3 separate regions of the Mus musculus genome follow, and all the other regions are linked to region 2. Evidence: chromatin contacts called from public HiChIP or PLAC-seq data. All regions are on one chromosome and are shown on one strand. Each heading gives the region's core, a stretch centred on a gene start, on an enhancer-like site or on the middle of the called end of the contact. The rest is flanking DNA. Distances are from core to core; before and after follow the strand shown. Region 1 has its middle 540 kb from the start of Cntn5. Region 2 holds the start of Cntn5 (contactin 5). Region 3 has its middle 610 kb from the start of Cntn5.

Evidence for each region. HiChIP or PLAC-seq counts read pairs in DNA pulled down with a chosen protein or histone mark.
Region 1: an H3K27ac HiChIP or PLAC-seq map of embryonic stem cells shows a contact between it and region 2, with 4 times the contacts expected there. The contact joins the enhancer-like site here to the promoter of Cntn5 in region 2. A contact is called at or near these places in 15 of 39 promoter capture datasets (the 3T3-L1 cell line, the C10 cell line, the HPC-7 cell line and 8 more), 2 of 15 datasets of contacts at CTCF or cohesin (large pre-B cells and pro-B cells), 39 of 484 Hi-C or Micro-C datasets (the C2C12 cell line, the G1E-ER4 cell line, the HL-1 cell line and 23 more), 6 of 115 datasets of contacts at active chromatin or transcription factors (astrocytes and embryonic stem cells) and 1 of 9 other capture datasets (embryonic stem cells).
Region 3: an H3K27ac HiChIP or PLAC-seq map of large pre-B cells shows a contact between it and region 2, with 11 times the contacts expected there. The contact joins the enhancer-like site here to the promoter of Cntn5 in region 2. A contact is called at or near these places in 2 of 39 promoter capture datasets (embryonic stem cells and pre-B cells), 2 of 15 datasets of contacts at CTCF or cohesin (large pre-B cells and pro-B cells), 2 of 484 Hi-C or Micro-C datasets (the C2C12 cell line and embryonic fibroblasts) and 1 of 115 datasets of contacts at active chromatin or transcription factors (large pre-B cells).

Annotation. Positions count from the first base shown.
Region 1 is chr9:11,440,012-11,443,587 of GRCm38.p6, reverse strand. No RefSeq gene overlaps it. Among named protein-coding and RNA genes, the nearest start is that of Cntn5, 540 kb to the right of the region's middle. Within about 2 kb of position 1,782, at least 8 of the 459 cell types and tissues checked have an H3K27ac peak or open chromatin away from gene starts, as enhancers often do. A contact at or near this core is called in differentiating embryonic stem cells, embryonic stem cells and stem cell-derived epiblast-like cells, where this site is marked.
Region 2 is chr9:10,902,914-10,906,682 of GRCm38.p6, reverse strand. Cntn5 (contactin 5) reads left to right here and starts at 1,908. Exons shown (of 25, transcript NM_001170787.1): 1 at 1,908-2,198. Gm32710 (a long non-coding RNA gene) reads right to left here and starts at 2,238. Exons shown (of 3, transcript XR_001779092.2): 1 at 1,999-2,238; 2 at 680-914.
Region 3 is chr9:11,511,799-11,515,227 of GRCm38.p6, reverse strand. No RefSeq gene overlaps it. Among named protein-coding and RNA genes, the nearest start is that of Cntn5, 610 kb to the right of the region's middle. Within about 2 kb of position 1,262, at least 56 of the 459 cell types and tissues checked have an H3K27ac peak or open chromatin away from gene starts, as enhancers often do. A contact at or near this core is called in pro-B cells, where this site is marked.

The DNA.
Region 1 (3,576 bases), core at 533-3,032, 540 kb before region 2:
TTGATAGTTCCCCTTGCTTTACAGAAGTTTTTCAATTTTATGAGATCCCATTTGTCAATTGTTGCTCTTAAAGCATAAACCATTGGTGTTCTGTTCAGAAAAATTTCCCCTGTGCTCAATTATTTGAGGCTCTTCCCCACTTTCTCTTCTAATAGATTCAGTATATGTGGTTTTATGTGGAGGTCCTTAGCCACTTGAACTTGCTCTTTGTGCAACGAGATAGCTATGGATCAATTTGCATTCTTCTATATTCAGTCTTCCAGTTGAACCGGTATGATTTGTTGAAAATGCTCCTTTTTCCACTGGATAGGTTTAGCTCCTTTGTCAAAGATCAAATGATCCTAGGTGGTTGGGTTCATTTTTGGGTTTTAAATTCTATTCTATTGCTCTACATGCCTGTTTCTGTACCACTACCATGCAGGTTTTTTTTTTTTTTAAATCACAATTGTGATTTGAGTTTTAGTACCATTTTTTTACAAATGTGAGTGCCCTTGCATTTGGGGCATAGATGTTCAGAATTGAGAGTTCATCCTAGTGGATTTTTCCTTTAATAAGTATGTACTAACCTTCTCCATCTTTTTTGAAAACTTTTGGCTGAAAGTCTATTTTCTTGGATATTAGGATGACTACTCCAGCTTTTTTTCTTGGGACTATCTGCTTCAAAAGCTTTTTCCCATACTTTTACTCTGAGAGAATGTCTATCTTTGACTCTGAGGTATGTTTTCTGTATGCAGCAAAATATTGGATCATGTTTATGTATCCAGCCTGTTAATCTATATCTTTTTATTGGGGAATTGACCCCACTGATGTTGAAAGATTTAAAGGATCTATGACTGTTGCTTTCTGTAATTTTTGTTGTTAGTGTTAGAATTAAGTTTGTGCGTTTCTCTTCTTTTGGGTTTGTTGTGAAAAGATTAATTTCTTGCTTTTTCTTGGTTGTATTTTTCCCTCCTCGTGTTGGATTTTTCCTTCTATTATCCTCTGTAGGCCTAGATTAGTAGAAATATGTTGTTTAAATTTGCTTTTGTCTTAGAAAACATTGATTTCTCCATCTATTCTAGTTGGAAGTTTTGCTGGGTATAGTAGCCTGGGTTGGCATTTTTGATCTCTTAGGGTCTGACTGACATCTGCCCAGGCTCTTCTGGCTATTATAGTCTCTATTGAGAAGTCTCCTGTAATTCTGATAGGTCTGCCTCTATATATTACTTGGCCTTTTTCCCTTACTGCTTTCAGTACTCTTTGTTCTGTGCATTTTGTATTTTATGTATTACATGACAGGAGAAATTTCTTTGGTTTGTTTGTTTGTTTGATTGATTGTTTGTTGAGACAGGGTTTCTTGTATAGCCCTGGCTGTCCTGGAACTCACTTTGTAGACCAGGCTGACCTCAAACTTAGAAATCTGCCTGCCTCTGCCTTCCAAGTGCTGGGATTAAAGGCGAGCACCACAATTTATTTTCTGGTCCCATCTGTTTTGTGTTTCATAGGCTTCTTGTATGTTTATAGGCATATCTTTCTTTACGTTAGAAAAGTTTTTTTTTTGTTTTTTCTACAATTTTGTTAAACATGTTTGCTGGCCCTTTTAGTCTGGAATTGTCACTCTCTTCTATTTCTATTATTCTCAGGTTGTGTCTTTTCATTTTGTTCTGCATTTCTTGAATATTTTTAGAGAGGAGCTTTTGTACTTTGTATTTTCCTTGACTGTTTTGTCTATGTCTTCTATTGTATGTCTAGACACACTCCAGTGAAGACTGCCTGGCAGGCTGAGAGGCCTGAAAGCACTCACGAGGCAAAGGTTAAGTTTTCACGGAAACTTAACCTCCTGGAACCAGGCATTCTCATAACCCGTACTCATACCCTATTCCCATGTTAGTCTGGTGTATGGATCCACGTGCTCTTTTTTAGTATTATTTTATTATAAGTGCCTTTAAAGATTGAATTTTGACATAGCTAAGCCTTTGCCAGTGTTCCAACGTAATAGAAAATCCAACAAACTTGGAATTCGGTAGGAATTCAGTGAGAAGGTTATCTATTCAGTAACATTCAAATTTACTTCTAGTAGAGAAAGCGAAACGAATTAGGCATTATAAAGAACGGAGGAGGAATAGCTCAGGGCTGGTCTGCAGAGTGTTCACTTGAGACAATAGCCAGTTTTACCCGAACAAGGGAATACACAATGGCCTAGTGAATAGGTGGGTTTACCATGAAAGAATTAGGGAATCCCCCTGAGGCAGGTTCCTTCACTAGGCCCAAAGAAACAGCATAAATCAGGCATTTACTAAGAACCCCTGGTGGTGGGCTTAACAATAGACTAGCATTATACCTGGCTCCCTTCTTAGTGGCAATGGCCTGGTCCCTGCCTTCTTTTGATGTATACATTCCTTTTGTATTGTGTCAATGTAACTCAGAGGATGTATCTCGCCTGGTTTCTTGTTATTCTTCTGTATAAAAAGTCTGATGCTCGACTTGACATTACATTCTGATTCTACACAATCTCTTATGTTGCGTCTGTCTGTCATTCATTCACCCACTCCTTGTCCACTTGCAACCAGAGACCCATTCTGTGCAGACAAGGGACCAAGAGGGTCTGCAGCATTGTATGTTCTGAGAATCTCTCTTCTATATCTTGTATTCTCTTATGATGCTTGCATTTGTGACTCCTGTTCTATTTTCTAGGTTTTCAATCTCCAGGGATGTCTCCTTTTGTGTTTTCTTCAATGATTCTACTTCCATTTCTAAATCCTGGGCAGTTTTGTTCAATTCCTTCACCTATTTGATTTCTCCTGCATTTCTTTAAGGGATTTATGTGTTTTCTCTTTAAGGATTTCTTGTTTTCCTATGTTCTTTTGCATGTCATTAAGGGAGTTATTAATGTCCTTCTTTATGCCCTCTATCATCTTCATGAAATGAGAATTTAGGTCTTAATCTTGTTTTAAGGGTGTGTTTATGTATCCAGGATTTGCTGTGATGGGAGAGCTGGGTTCTGATGTTGCCAAGCCAAATTGGTTTCTGTTACTTATGTTGTTATGCTTGCCTCTTGCTATCTGGTTATCTCTGGTGTTATTTGATCTCCTCCCTGTCTCTGACTGGAGTCTGTCCTTCCTGTGATCCTGTGATCCTGGGGGTCGAGCTGGGGGTGGTTGTGATTCGAGCTGCCATTGGTGAGTGTGCTGTGTGGGATCAGGTTGGAGCTGGAAGGTACCCTGGTATCAGGCTGGACAGGAATCTGCTTCCCCAAGTCGCAGGGGTACTGCTATGATGGCCTTCTGGGAGGGGTTTAAGATCTCACCTGTGGAGCTGGATGTGTCTGAATACTTGGGGTGTGTGCTGTGAGGGATCAGACCCAGTCCGGTCTAGCTCCTGGCTGGTACAGGTGGCAAATAATAATAATAATAATAATAATAATAATAATAATAATAACCACAACAAGTTTTCTTTACAAATAAACCTTACAGAATTTTTGAGTCTTTTGAAAGTTTCAAGTGTGTGTTGTATTGTCATTTCCCTCTAGAGCAGGACACAAATTCTTATTCTATTTCAGAACTTATTTACATGTAGCTAATATGTCTTTTAATATTT
Region 2 (3,769 bases), core at 659-3,158:
TTTCTGGTGTTTCATGATCTCATGCCTTGATTTATTGGGATACATTCAGTATTTATTGTTTTAGTGAATACATTTCTAGAAGTCAACTTTCATCTTTTCTGGATCAAGGTTAGTTGAAAGCAGATATTAAAATAAAGGATTTAATGACCCAGAAATAGATAACAAAGGCAACAGATCCCCCACAGTATATCTACTATAGTGAAGCATCACCATGCTCAGACTCCAAGACCTGAAGGCTGTAAGTGGTCAGTTATAACAAACATTGATAGCTAAAACCTCATTGTACAATTTTTGAAAAAGCTTTAAAGCTTTTAGATTCAGAATCTAGTCTGCAGTATATTTAAAGAGCTTATAAAACTCTGGAGATTCTTTCCCCTAAACAACAGCCTGCTGTAGGCATTGAGCCAACATAGCAGAGAAGCCGCCCAGAAAACTTGCCTCTCCCAAACTATCCCTCGGTTAACACATAAGGAAAATAACCTAATTACTGGAAAGCATGAACAAGAAAATAAAAAGTATGGAAGGGTAGAGAAGCATTAAATGCAAATACACATTAATTGTCTTTGCTGTGGAGAAAGAAGCGAATCTACATCCTGAGGGTACCCATTCAATAAAGTCTTGATGTTTGCATAACATGTGCAAAGAGCCAAGGACCAGGAAAACGACTAATTTTAATTACCAGGAAAGCTGTAAGAACGGGATCAGAGAGCTCCAGTGGTATCTTGGCTTCCAGCTACTGGCTCTGTGCTCCTTGCCAATTACAGCCTCTCGCAGCCACTGGGGGCAAAAGCCATGCGGAGAGGATCCATCCAGATGAACGCAGGCTTGGGCTGGACGCACACACATGTGAATAGCGTGTGCCTCCTGGTTCAGGTGCAGCCCAAAGCTCACGCAGAGTTCCAAGTGTAGATAGGCTGGCAGAGAAGAGAGTATGTGATTCCAGACTTGTCACGTACAGGTGCAAGCCACATGGAGTTGGAGACAAAATGTATGTAACAAAATGTATTTCATAAATACTGGATTACCACCACACACATGAAACTGGAGCACTCAAAGACAGGGAAAGTGGAGAAACCTGAAGAACAATGACACTAAAGCTGTCACCGCAGATTTACTATCTAGGCAATTTTTTTTTTTTTTCAACTCTGGACATTGTGATTTCCAATGTGATTTTTCTGGACACTGACATTTTCCGAAAAACAAAAACAAAAACAAAAACAAAACAAAAAGCAACAACAACAACAAAAAATAACAAACTGCTATTTCTTTTGCTGTTTCAGAGCTGACTCTAAACCACTACCCCACTCATCACTCCCAAGGACAAGTAATAACACCCCCTATCCCAGCACTCTTAGATGAAACTCGCATGTATACATAAAAAAAGAGAATTGCCTCCCAGTTAGAACCTAACCACACTCTCCCAAGTGCCAGTTCTGCTCTGGAGCCCACATAAGTGAATCTGAGCCTCTGGCTGTCTGAGCTATCAACACAGCCTGGCAATCAGCAGGGACAGTGGCAGGCCAAGGGAGGAAAGGACCCAGACTCTGCCAGCACTGTTAGCTCTCAGTGGAGAGGTGGCCAGGTATGGGAACAGCCTTCATGACTTTGGAGAGAAAAAGATGGGGAGGGAATCGGTTAGCAAGTGATGCCAGGGGAGTACCTTCTAAGAAAAGAAAGAAATCCAAAGCCCTGCTTGAGGCATACAGTCTTTTACAGGCAGGGACATGCTAAATGAGCCTTTGCAGCGCAAAGCAGTGAGGCGCCTGGCGACGGTGACAGCGCGGAGCGGGAGGGGCGCGGGCCACTCTGGGAGAGACCCAGCCAGTCAGGGCGCGCGGCGCGGGGCGCGTGGACGCATTGGAGCATCCGCGCGCGAGCCCGGAGCAGCAGCGGGAGGAGGCGCCCACTTGCACCTGCCTGCATCTCTCAACTACTCCGCCCCACGCAACTGATGGCAGCCAAGTGCCATTAAAGCTGGCAGTCAGGAGGATGCCTCACCTGGGTCCCTTCTGCTGGGAGAGGCAGGGCAAACCAGAGGAAAATTCCCAGTGAAGGACTCAGAACTCTGCGATTTCTCTTCTGTCACAGGCTGTGGAGCACCTAAGGAACTGCTCCACCTGAGGTGTGTCCAGGGCACGAGGATGGAAGATGAGGATTGAGAATCACCAAAATGAACAGAGGCAGCTGGCGTCTCATTGGTAAGTGGCTGGCATTCCTTCGCTGGTGATTGCTGCCTGTGATGCTGCACTTTGGTTCCCAGCCACTTAGGGTTTTTGACACAATCACTTCTGCAAAGCCATCCTTCCTCGTCGTGTTGCCAGAGGTAAAAACTGTTCATTGGTGCATGTTTAAAGACAGGGAAAACAGTGGGTTTTTGTTTGTTTGTTTGTTTTGTTTGTTTGTTTGTTTTTCTCTGCTGGGATTTGATGTTGAAAAGTTGAAGCAAGTGTAAAACCTATTGTATGTTTCATAAAGCCACCGGAAACAGGAGGAAAAAACTAGAAGCAAGTATGCTTTTTGGATGGCAAATGTCAGGAGGGATAAGAATATTTTCTTACCAAAGTAATAAAATGCTTTGGAAGACAAAAATGAAATGGTGTTGTCAGGTCATGGCTGAGAATCTCATAGACCGAATAACTGAGAATACAGACAGAATACCTGGGCATGTAGTGGTGCAATAACTTGTTAAAATGCAGGAGAGATGCAAGCAGAGTTCTGCAAAGTTTGGGAAACTGAGAAAAGTGGAACCTCGAATTATGCTGAGTGATCTCCCCCACGTGTTGTGCATAGATGTTTGCTGAATATATGTTCCCAGTTTCTTATTTTTATAGGGATGTGGGGAGAGTGTTTTCTCAATTTCTATGACTATGATGTTCAGTAAGCTGAGGATTGCTATGACAACCTGAAAATTTTTAGGTTGCTTAAATTTATTTTATTCCAAAAAGAAAAAGAATTCATCAATATTTCAGAATAATTTTATGTAAAATTAGCATAAGTAAGACAAAAGCATGGTAATTGTAGGACAGGTTTGCAAGAGAGCTTTAATAGTACGATGTGTGTGAGGCTTTACCCATACACAGCTCACATGCTTTTATGAAAAGAAGTCATTTAGGTAATTCAGCTCTCTGCTCTGATTCTGAGTCTTAGCCATGAGAAAGAAATGAAAACAGTAGCAAACCTTAAAATAGCAGTGTCATTTAAAAAAGAAACAATGAATTAAGCTTACAAAGTGTTGTAAATGTAATTGGTTGCTACTGGGCTGCAGCACACCTTCTGGATTACCTCTAAATGTCACTGCAAGCTATAAGTTCTGCATCCTGATTAACACCAAGACTAAACTGAGACTAAGACAGGAAGAAATGCTTGCAAAGTGTCAGTGGCCAGTGGTGAACAACTCACCTGTCGTGCTTCCCATAATTTCTCATTTCATGCTGGAAGCATTTTAGTATTTCACAGTGCAAAGCCTGAGTCTTAAGCTTGGCAGGCATGCTTATATTGATGAGATGATAAACAGTCAATGACTATATACAAATAGATTTTACAAAGTGGCTAAAACAGTGGATGTATTATGTAAAAAGTCACCTCAATCTAATTAGTGGTAGAAGGAATACAGTTAAGACTCAAAAGTTAAAACAATAAATGTAATATAGAAGAATTTTTTTGGACTAGTTATCTTAGTTGGAACACCAGATGTAAAAGAGGTTAGATAAACAGACTGCTCAGTGTAAAGACTGGTGTTTCGAATTAAGGAAGGGTAAACACCTTAATG
Region 3 (3,429 bases), core at 13-2,512, 610 kb before region 2:
TCTCCTCATTTTTTTTGTTATTCCAGATGAATCTGCCAATTGCCCTTTCTAATTCATTGAAGAATTGAGTTGGAATTTTGATGGGGATTGCATTGAATCTGTAGATTGCTTTTGGCAAGATAGCCATTTTTACAATGTTGATCCTGCCAATCCATGAGCATGGGAGATCTTTCCATCTTCTGAGATCTTCTTTAATTTCTTTCTTCAGAGACTTGAAGTTCTTATCATACAGATCTTTCACTTCCTTAGTTAGAGTCACACCAAGGTATTTTATATTATTTGTGACTATTGAGAAGGGTGTTGTTTCCCTAATTTCTTTCTCAGCCTGTTTATCCTTTGTGTACAGAAAGGCAAAACGCTGACACCATTGCATACACTAGCAAGATTTTGCTGAAAGGACCCAGATATAGCTGTCTCTTGTGAGACTATGCCGGGGCCTAGCAAACACAGAAGTGGATGATCACAGTCAGCTATTGGATGGGTCACACGGCCCCCAATGGAGGAGCTAGAGAAATTACTCAAGGAGCTAAAGGGAACTGCAACTCTATAGGTGGAACAACATTATGAACTAACCAATACCCCGGAGCTCTTGACTCTAGCTGCATATGTATCAAAAGATGGCCTAGTCGGCCATCACTGCAAAGAGAGGCCCATTGGACTTGCAAACTGTATATGCCCCAGTACAGGGGAACCCCGGGGCCAAAACGGGGGAGTGGGTGGGTAATGGATTGGGAAGGTGGGTATGGCGGACTTTTGGGATAGCATTGAAGATGTAAACGAGGAAAATACCTAATAAAAATAAAATTAAATTAAAAAAACCCTCTCCTCTTAATTCTGAGTTCCCTGAGAGTCATACCTAATTGAAAGGAGGTTGGTATCAAAATTTGGTTGTAACTTGGCCCTCTGCACCTCCAGTCCCAGCCTCCCAAGCAGCTGAGACAACAGGAGAGTTCCAAACTCCTATGGCTCTGCCTCCCCTCCCCAAAAGATACAAAGAGCCACAAGTGTAGGCCGTGACAGCACCCATGGGAGGAATCGAGTCAATGCTCCCCCAGCCCGGTTAAAGCCCATTCATCCGATGATGAATAGACTATCCTATTACCCTTTATAAAGTCGGGGGAGATGTTAGGGGCCAAAACCAAATTCTTCGTAAAAAGCCTCAAAATGATTGCCAAACCACAAGACATAAAGTTGGGCTTCTTCCCTAAGTTGACTGGTTCAGATAAAGGTCACCAACGGGCTGTTCTGAGAGAGAGACCACAAGATGTGACAAACCCTGAACAAACAACAGGTGTCCAGACCACAAGAATGTACCTTTAGATATTCTAGTTCCTGCTTCCCGCTACAGCTGCCAAAAAAAAAAAAAAAAAAAAAAAAAAAAAAAATTACCACTGCTCCCCTCTGCCCTTCTGCGTAAGGGTTATTTCCCCTTTGTTCTTTTTGTATAAAAACTGCAACCTTTGCTGAATACAATGAGACCTTGACGAGATCCAGATTGACTCTGTGTCTTTTTTGTGCTTGATCTCCTTTTCTCTCTTGCTCCCCCTCCCCCCATTTGGTTTTCAGGAGCAGTCCCCTCGAAACCCACGAATAACTGGACCTGCTGGACGGGTCACTTGGTCCTTTCTCTAATTCAATTCTTTTTATCTAGTAGGTGTTTGCTTAAATACCTTCTTTACAGAGATTGCTACTTTGTACCAAATATTCTTACTGATGGCAAATTTCCACATGGTAATAGTTGAAGAGAATAGTGTTTGAAATTGGAGACTTTCCTGAGCATATTTTGTTGTTGTTGTTGTTGTTTTTGTTTGTTTTCTTCTCTCACATTGTTTGTAGAAATCCTCACAGTAACCTTAATACAAACCTTAGACATCAGCAAATTTGCAGTATTTAATTCACTCAACCAATTTTTACATCATTTTGGAGAACTATTTGAGACAAGATCTCAATGTTTAGACCAGAATGAAATGGGTTTGCTTCAGCACTAATTGCCAGCTTTGCATATATGCATAACCATGCTCAAAGCATTCATAATATTTTATAGATGAAATGATTGTCTTATAACTAACAGCAGAAAGAACATATTTTCAAAGATAGTGGTGTTCTGTCAATAGAAAGTTAAGAAAATGGAATGGTCTGTACATTTCAAATCTCAGCTGGCTCTTAACTTGGCAAAGATGCAGGTGTTCAGCTCAGCCAGAAATCCTCAGGTTAATTTTCTATAAAATATTCCATCATTGTCTTGATTTGTTAATAAAGGTGATTACTGAAATACTTTAATGCTTTATAATTACCCTAGTGCATTAGCTAATCATCACTGTCTGTCAGGATTCAGTGGGAAATTGTGTTGTGGCTAAAGCAAAGCTTACACTGATTAAAATATTTTTTTAAAAAATCAACTTGTAGAGGTACAATGGAATTTTGACATTCTTGTTTTGATAACTGGCATTTAGAAAGGTCCAAATATTTATTTCATTTTGTTTCTTCCCCAATATTAGAAGTTTCCTGCTATTCCTTGCCTCTTTTCCCTTCCCTTCTTAATACTATTGATCTGAGGGCTTCATTCCTCCATGGATTTCACACACATGTACAGCTTACCATCTGCCTCAGCTCTTCTGCACCAGACCCCCACACAGGATCAACTTCACTGCTCATTTCTCACTGAATAGGAACTGATTCAAGCTTCATAAACTAGGCTAGCCATGTAGGACAAGCTTTAATGGAATTCTGTAAGTCCTGTTTTTACTTTTACTTTACTTAAGTCTACTTGAACTGCTAAGCACATAATTGATGTGCATATTAGTGGCTTCCAATAAGAAAGTTCACAGATTTTAGATAGAGAATACTTTAGATTTAGGGATTTTGGAAGTTTGTGATTTCAAATTGAGTGGCATGAGTGTTGTGCACACTGCCATACTTTAACATGGAGCTGAGGGGGAATTGATAAGGCAGAGTCTAGGAAAGTAGTAGAGGTATGATACAGAAAGGAATCAAGTGATTTCTTGTTGAGAGCATTCTCCAATATTTTACAGAATTGGATATAAATTGTTATTTGATATCTACACCAAAATATCATGCAGAGAGTACCTTGGATTGGTGAGCTAAATTTGTGTAAGTGATAGAATAATAATGGATCTAAAGCAATGTAAACTAATAGCACTAGGCAGGAATCATTGCATGGCTTGTGAACAGACCCTCTTAGGCAGAGCTGGAAGTGAGAGACCAAAGATTTTCAAAACCCCTGTTTCTTAGCCTAGAAATCAGATGTCACACAAAGGAAAAAACAAAAACAAAAACAATGTTATAGAAGTAGAAGGTTAAAATTGTAAACATTCAAATAGAAGTCTTAAAGAGTGGGATAACTCAGCTTATACTTAGATCCATTCATCTCAAATTTCATGTTCCTTTTCTGTGAAACTGAAATGCAAT